2 separate regions of the Columba livia genome follow, and region 2 is linked to region 1. A link is a contact called in public Hi-C data. All regions are on one chromosome and are shown on one strand. The core of a region is the stretch at or near the end of the contact, and the rest is flanking DNA. Distances in the headings are between cores, read along the strand shown.

The links. A called contact is a pair of places that touch in the nucleus more often than the background predicts.
Region 2: a contact with region 1 is called in a Hi-C map of liver, with 6 times the contacts expected there. The contact joins two enhancer-like sites. A contact is called at or near these places in 2 of 2 Hi-C or Micro-C datasets (crop and liver).

Annotation. Positions count from the first base shown.
Region 1 is chrZ:20,331,373-20,335,749 of bColLiv1.pat.W.v2, forward strand. All of the region lies in intron 3 of LOC135577461 (a long non-coding RNA gene), which reads right to left. Among named protein-coding and RNA genes, the nearest start is that of C1QTNF3, 33 kb to the left of the region's middle. Within about 2 kb of position 2,414, at least 1 of the 3 cell types and tissues checked has an H3K27ac peak away from gene starts, as active enhancers do.
Region 2 is chrZ:20,441,646-20,446,022 of bColLiv1.pat.W.v2, forward strand. RAI14 (retinoic acid induced 14) reads left to right here. Exons shown (of 19, transcript XM_065047542.1): 5 at 2,635-2,723. Among named protein-coding and RNA genes, the nearest start is that of BRIX1, 41 kb to the right of the region's middle. Within about 2 kb of position 2,581, at least 1 of the 3 cell types and tissues checked has an H3K27ac peak away from gene starts, as active enhancers do.

The DNA.
Region 1 (4,377 bases), core at 1,164-3,663:
AATCATTTTAAATTATCATTTTGAGAGGGACAATAAGGTGGTGGTTGCCTAGTTAAACACCCTGCTCCAAGCAGGTGAGATCACCTTGCTCAGGCACTTTTCCGGCCCTGTGTTGAAGATGTTCAAGTATGGAGATTCCCTACATCTTTAGACCCTTCTTCAAGATTTGTCCATCCACACAATGAAAAAGTTTTCCTTTTGTCTAATGCTCCAGTTTGTGTCAGTTGTCTCTTGTCCTACCACTGTACAACTTTGAGGTGAGTAACCTGACTTGATCATACCCTCTCATTAGATAACTCCCTTCTCCTTCCAGAGAAGTATTACACCTACAGAATTTAGCTATCAAATATGACTGCATTTTTGTATTTTTCTAATAGAAGGCACTTTGCAAAGCATTGGACAGTTACACACATACATAAACCCAGCCAATACATGGGTCCTGAAGCAAACTTTTTTAAGCTATTTCACAGAAATCAGTGCCTGTGTTTCCCCCATGTAATTCACTATACCCACTCAAGGGAGTACGGTCTGCAACACCCACATTTGCCTTATGTGTCTGATCACCAGAGACACACAAAAGCTTTAATGGCATCAGCTGGAGTGAGGGGTCTGACTCACTAATGGCCATTTGACAGGTCTGGGAGAGCTGACCTGACCACCTGCCCCCTCTCTCTGTCACACTCTTCTGGAGGCTCCCACTCCAGCTGTAGGCATAGTTAAATGTCTCCTTTTACACTCCTGAACTGCCATAAACTATAAGCTGGCATGCTAAGGTAAAGCAGCACTAATTTTGATTCTCTTTCATGCACCAAGGCTGTAATCTGTACTTTGTGAACTGCTTCTCCCATTCATTATCTGGAACTTGACGGACATGGAAAGCTTCATTTCCAAACTCGGGGAGCTCTGATAATCAGAAAGCTGAATTGTACAGTCTGTACTGTGCTCATGGATGGTTTGACCTACAAGGAAAATGAGAGTTATCCCTGTTTTCACAGGCAATGCATCAACAAAAAGACATCATTAAAAGAACTAAAGCTGAGGGAGGAGAGTAACACGAATTCATAGTCAGATGAACTCACTGGCCATGTTCAAGCTAAACCACCTGGGAGGTGGGAAATTCTTCATTACTTTAAATTAACCTTGACAGCATAGTATTGTTCAAAAAAGAGAGTACAAGAAGAAGAGCATAATCCTAAAAGTCACTGTTGTTGCCAAACATCACATTTAGTGGCTGAAATATTCAAGTGTCTATATACATGTAGAGCAGATCTGCAGAAATGTCAGTCTAACTTTTAAACTCTATTCCTGATTAATGCAAAAACTACCATTGAAATGTAAAGGTTTGACTGACTTAACATGTAGTTAAATATTTCTACAGCCAGTTTGCAGAATAAATATTCTCCAAATCAGGAAAGGGACAGAAAAGTCTCCCTCGACTCCAGTGTTTTTCTGTAACTCATACGATGACATCACGATTCCAGGCACTAACTCTTGTACTTGCTATCACATGCTGGATGAATGCTACACCATCCCACCACCCCTTCCCAATCCCTTTGATCCAGGCAGACACCCCAGCTGCAGCAGCTGCTGACATATGTCTGGAGGAAGAAAATTCTGTTCTGTGGAAGATTTAAGGATTTTCCTGGTTGATTCATTTGAAGCTGGAACAAATTTACTTCATGAAGAGAAACCTTGTCTCAAGCCTGTGAAGATTGCATTGTGACAAAACCAGACTGCTAGTATTTTGTATTGTATTATATGACACATAGCTTTAAAATGTTTGAATATTCCAAAACACTGAAGTGAAATCAGTTTAGTATACAAACTCAAAATATATGCTGAAACATAGTCTTCCGTCTTGTGAGTTGAAACCTCAGCAAATTAAATTCCATATCTCAGAACATCTAAAATTCCTCAGATCGGCACGTGCTAGCAGCCTTTTCCACTGCTGCTTGTTTCACCACTTCCACTGCTGGTACCTACACAGGTTTCAGAGCTGCTTTGCACCAATACTGGAGTTACAGTGTTTTTATACATGGGGCCACACTTTTGGGGGGTTGTTTTGAGCACAGCTGTGCAAATCTGCTTGAAAAGGCAAACTAGCACAGGTCTGCTTGGGACGTGGGCCAGCTCTGCCTGGCATGCAGTGAAACACAGATGGAGTTTTTTCTCAGCTCTAATAATCACAGCCAGACCTGGCGCTGCTTAATTTAACAGTAAGGCTCAGAGGCCAAGATTTTCTGTTAGCAGAATCACATGGGAATTGTAAAAGGCTCAGAATGTCTGAAAATCAGACAGCTTATTCAGATGGCTGAACAGCAGACTTGGGGATACAACTTTGGGCAGACAGTTTCAAAAGTCTTGGCTGTGTTGGTCGCAGAAAGGAAGGTGATGAGCACTGCTCATTTATATTGTGTAGATATACAGGTATTCAAATAACTGGGTCAAATTTCTAGGTTAAAAAATCTTATCTCTAATCTAGGGCATACTATATTGTCCCCCTTTCATTTGAGTATTCATAACTTTATTAAGCAAAAGTCAGTCTGTACTAGTGAGTGGAAAAGAGATCAGGTTTACCCTCATAATGGTCTTTTCTTTAGAAATGGGGAAAAAATTTTCACTGCTATATTTTTGCCTAGAAGAACTCGAAAGGATATCATGGAAATGTGCTGACATGGCAGAACAGGTGTTGAGACAGACCAGGACAGAGTCTCAGGGGAGAAACAGGGAAGCGGCTGCTGACATAAGCAGCAAGAGTGCCCTGCTTCAGCCACCAGAAAAGTTTGTCACCTGTCCAGGTCTCCCACCATCCTTCCCCAGGATCCATTTGAACTGTGCTAGCAGCCCACTTCTAGCCGCCACTATTTCTCAGTCCCCCAGATGTGCAACCTTGTGGCCACAAATCTGATCACCCATGAAGTTGTTGGTTAGACACTCAGTCCTGTGACCCAGACTGCATGTGACAGATGCACATCTAGCTGTCCAAGGGGACACACAACAGTCTCTGGTCATAGATGAGCTAGTCCTTCTCCGGAACACACCTGATGAGATGCAGCAGGAAAGAACATAGCACATGTTCCTCAAACACCTCCCACAAAGGCTGTGTGGCCCCTTGTAGCTCAGAGGCTGGCTGCTCTGTCTTCTGAATCCCACACTTTCATTTGATCCTCATTTGATTCAGCGAGGAAGTATTGGTGTCCAGGGAGCAACAAGCACAGAAAAGCTCATGTTCAATTATTGTCCCTTAAAAAAAAGGTTGGCCACATCCTTAGCCTAGCAAAAAACTGTCCCTGGTTTGTGCTACCCACTGACCCTGCTGTTGTCCTCCAAAGAGTGATATGTGAGCTCATGGTTAAACAGCAGCGAAAGGCTGTGTGAGCCTCTGCCCCTGGCCCTTCAAGCTGGTACAGCCAGATGTGTCTTGCATGCACCGTCCATGTGCACAAAGCCGTCTCCTCCTCTAAGCTGAGCAGCAAATTGGCCAGGGTCTGCTTGTGGTGGCCCTCTGTACCCTTTGCCATGGTGTGAACAGTTAATCTTGGGTCACCATGAGCTGCTTTTACTCTACATTTCTTATCTTTCCCTGCCAGGCACATTTTCCCTTGAGTGATATCTAGGCCTCCAGCTCAGCCTCCTGACGCTTCACCAGATGGCAAATACCTGTTCAAGCACTAAAACAACAGTGTCCCTGCAGACTTTTCATTTACCTGTTAGCAAATAGATTGAAATTACCAGTTATACTGCTACACAAAAGCCAAGGAGCTTTAACTCTTCACCCACGGCTAGCGAAGGCTGACAGCAAGCTTGCCTCTTGCTTCTCAGCACTCTCTGCCCTCTGCCATATGAAATCACTCCAGTCTTTTGGGCTTGATGAGTGGTATTTCCAGTTAATTACAGCACAACTATGAGCCCAGCAGGAACCTGCAGACAGAAGGCAGCTGCCATGGGGATGGGGAAGGAAGGTGGTGCCAGGTCACTAGAGGCAGCAGGTCCAGGTCAGTGGAAAGACCTGACAGAAAACATGGGGTTTTGCTCTCTCCAAGTCACCCTCACATCCAGGTGTAGGTCCAAAGGCCTCTGACCCCTGTGCCAAGAAGGGGTGCCTGGGGTTGTCTTCAACTTGCACATCTAAGAGATTTTCCTTGATAGAAGAAATGCCATTACCACAAGGCACACAAGGCATCCCAACTGCCCTGTTAGAAATGGACATTTCTCAAGCCCACAACAAGACCCAGAGCTGCCCGAGGCACCAACATTATTTTCAGCAGAACAGTATAACTTAATTTTCTCTGGAGGGAAAAGATAGCTTTTCACTGGCAGAGAAGTTGAACCTTGAAACCAAGAAGCTGGAATTCAGGTGTTGATAAACAGAAACTT
Region 2 (4,377 bases), core at 1,331-3,830, 110 kb after region 1:
TGTTCTGTGAGACATGGTAGCAGTACAAGGGTGTAGGCAGGGGACACATCAAGCATCTACAAGGCAGCTGTAGCAGCCCAATGCTGTCTGCCTTAGGTCACTGTATAAATGACTGAGAGTTAAACCTTTTCATCCTCTCTTTTCACTGGACTCTCCAAATAGCTTCTATACTTTCGTTTTCATTAGATCTTTACATCCTTTTTAGATGTTTTCTCATCTTTCGTACCACCAGTACAACTTACAGATGATGTTTCTTTCATCCCATCAGTTGGAGAGAAGCAATATTTTTAATCGGGCTTTTCTTACCTGAAAGCATTTTAGGCTGCACAAAACAAAGCATCTGCGTGTGAGGTGCCTTGTTGAGAACTGCCATGGGAATTGTTTGCATTGCTGGCACTGCTCTGTTCATAGGTGTGTAGCCTGAAAGGGGTTAAGTTTTTCTTCTCTCATTGATGCTTTCTTTGCAGTCTGATTTTTACCTAAATAAAACTTGTTTTGCACTTACGTATTCATGTTGCATTTGGCACCATCCTACACAGTCTGTCCATAAAACCTCAGTGTCTCAGATTTAGCCAAGTTATTATTAATTGGATATTTATTATTCTTAATATTGTCAAATGTAAGTGAGCCAAGTGCGTGCTTCACAGCCTTCCTAATACTTAAGTGACTTCAACTGTATTGTGTATCTACACAAATGTATCTGAATGTGTTTTGGTGTTCATTGGTATGTTGCTGGCTGAATTAGAGGTGTTGGAATTTGTCAGAGTCCTTTTGCATCCCTTTCCCAGACATTTTCCCAGAGCCTGAGAAACCTCTTCTTCTAAAGAAGAATGTTTACACAACTTTGCATTGGCCACCAAGTACATGAAAGTTTGATTTTTGAATGACTAGAGAACAGCCAGCAGCAGTGCTTTTTATGCTCTTGGAAGTGTTAACTCTTCAGTTTGTTTATGGCAGTAGTAAGCATGAGGATGAGCACACAGGATATTTTTATATTTGCAGAGCATGGTTCAAAAGTTAAGTACTGCCCATCTGCCGTTTGCAATCAGCAAAGTGTGGAAGGACTCCTCGTGGGAAGTGGGGTAGTTGCTGCGCTTCACAAAGGGCTCTGTTCCAGCAGATCTCCTGGTTTGATTAATTCTCCACCCTTTGCCAGATTATGTCTGTAGGTCTTTTTCTCTGCTGTTTCAAGGAGGCTGCAAAGAAGGCTACAGCTTAGAGAAACACAGCATTGCAGTTCACATATTATGTGCCAGAATTATCTGTTTCATTCTTGCATGTTATTCCCAGTTTTCCCGGTTAGCGGGCTGAACTTTCAGTGTTAGTTTTAACATTTTAAAGGAAACTGTTGTTCAAAATGTGAATTCTTTAATACAGAAGTTGGTGAGTCTTCATGATTCGTGGTGTTCCCTTTAGATTCCAGGGGAAAAATCCCCATTAACACAGGAGTGCATGATGTTAAAAATGGAAGTCTCCTTTAAGAGATATTAGAAAATATGCTGGGAATACTGACTTTTTCAGTTTGGGGCATGTTAATGAAGGCCCCAGCTTGTCATACACAATTTAATAGTAACTGGAAGTGTTTTGTTTTGAATTTGTGATTTGTTGTTGTTGTTTTTTCACATTAGTCCCGCTGGAAAACAGATCTGTATATCCATCTGATATTAGTAGGACACATGGGGAAGCAGTATGCCTGCCTGTACTGTGACCGTATCTTGAGACTTGATGGTGGCACGATATGCATGAGAAGGGTATAAATTTCTCTGTTTTCAGAAGTTTTTTTCCTTTGTTTTTGCTTCCCAGCAAAATTAAGTTAGCAGCGCATGTATAAAACTGATTCTGTGAATCCTGAGGTACCAAAGTTGTAAAACATGAACCTTCAGCTGTGAAAAAGCTTTAATTCATTGTAACTTCTTTGATTTGTTCTGTAATTATATCTTGGTTAATTGATTCTGTTAGGTGCGTCCTGTCATGGTGTGGTTGGTAACCTCCGCAATTTCCCACTGTTCAAACAAGCAGGTGCTTTAAGTGAACAGCAAAACCGAAAGATGAAAAAATACATCTCTAACATAGTCTCACAAGTATCCAGTAGCTTTGGTTTCTTCAGGTGGCATTCATGAACACTGAAAGTTTTTTTTTCCCCCCTCTACATAGAAGGATGGGCTCTGTAAAGAACAGTGCCAAAGCACAACTTGATTTAGTTTAATTTAAGAGCTGAATCACCTTTTAGAGGAACTAAATTCTGTCCACAGAAATGCGGGGAAATCAGGATTGACTAGAATGACTAGAGCAAAGTCAGTCATTGTGAATGTTTTCTTCATTAATTCCCTAAGCCCAGACATTCTTTGGGGATATATTCTCACCAGGGACATTAGTTGAAAAACTGGGTGCAACTAGATGCGCATAATATATATGGCATGGGTTAATGAGACAGCAGCATATGTGAAGGTATGACTACAAAGGCTTTGTGATATGCCTTCTCACTTTCAGAGCTATTGTCTTCTTGGGAGGCAGTGGAGAGATGCCAGGAGATCGAGGGGTGTGGAGGGGAGAACTTGCCAATACTTGGTTTGTGAATGAAAGAGAAAGGAGGTCTTAATAAAAGAAAAGTGACATGTAAATGCTCTCTTCCAGTTTTCACCTGGCAGCCACAAAGGGGCATGCAGAGTGCCTCAGGATCATGGTGACACATGGTGCAGATGTGACAGCCCAAGATGGTGCAGGTAAGCTTCTGTGAACTTACTCATGTAGCATAATACACTTAATTTGCCTATATAGCTCTTAGTGCAACTATGAATTTGACAACACTGCTTTTCCCCACACACTGTGCAGTAAAATCAGTTGTAAATCTTGCAGGTTCAGGCATACTTGCTTTTCTGTGTATAGAATTTAGATTCTAAAGCCATAAAAAACTTATGCCCTAATATACTATAAATGACAGCATTTATAGTGGACTGTAGATGCAAAATAGTCGCTCTTTTTTAAAAAAAAAAAAATTAAATGAAAAAAAAATAACCTCCACCAACTCTTTTTGTTAACTTTATTTGAAGCTTTTTGTAGGTTCAGTCAAGATCTTTGGTTTTGCTTTTATGTGTAGCCAAGCTGTTAACGCCATTAACTGTACAGGAGTTGCAGCAAGACATTTGCTCAGGATTGTGACACAGTGAAAAGGGCTGATACAAGCCAAAACAAAGCTAGGAGCTATTAAGTATGCTGTTTCAGCCCTCAAAAGTCTCATGCCTTAATTACTAATCTACTAGGAGAATGATGGGACCTGAATTTGAAACTGACAAACCCTTCTTAATGGATTTCAGTTGACATGACTGTGAAATCTGTGCCCAGCATTTTCTCTGGCTAGCGGAGTGACCTGAATGAACTGTCAGCATTCTGTCTCTCCAATAATGATCTGTAAATGTTGGGCTCACGAGTTCTGTTTTGGCCACTGATTGCAGCCTGAAGGAATTTCTGTCACACATGAGAATGATTTGCCTCTATAAGGAAGTGTCTGTGATGCTGGAAGCGGCATTTACATTACACATAATGATAGGGGAATATATGTACTTGATACACATTATTATTCAGAATTCGTACCTTGTCTTGCTTCAGGATTTAGAATTTATTAGTGTTTTGGATAATAAGAGGTTGCCTGCTCTCACCTCAGAGTGTCAACCCAGTATTCATTAAGGAAAGACTTGTCTGTAATATTAACATTATTTACAGTGAGATTCTACTGTCACAAGTGGCTCTGTCTGCACTGAGTACTAAATCTTGGCTCCTTCTTAATTACATGGATAATTTATTGTTTTGCTATCTTGGCCTCTTTATTTTTTTCAGATGTTCTGTAAATTAAACTAGAAGAGAGACTGCAGTCTTTCTTCATAAATCCATAATCAGTAAATCACTATATTGCATAGCTAAATGTGAGCTTACAGATCCTAAATAAATTAACAGAAAAGGGAATATGTGAGATACAAACCACAGTAGTCCTGTGTTCTGAGTCCTCTTCTACATGCACTCCATGGAGGACACGAATTTGCTGTAGTGGTAGCTGGTGAGTTTTGTTCTTGGTGCTGGGTTCCTTTTTCATTGTCAAATGGCAGAAATTGTGAAGACACTTGACAGTCATCTCTCTGCAAGGGAGGCTGAGTAATATAGGAAAATTGGGTTTTAAGAAACAAAACATAACTGCAGAATCTTAGACTTGCTTCTGCTAAGGTGTAGTCTGACTCAGTGTTTGTGTCATTCCTATATATGAAGCTAGACATTAAGATTATTCAGTTACCTGCCTGAACGGCAATCTGTCATAAAGACATTCTGCTTGATGTAGGTTTTTATTTTATTTTCTCTACCCTTGCTTTTCATGTACCATGACAGACA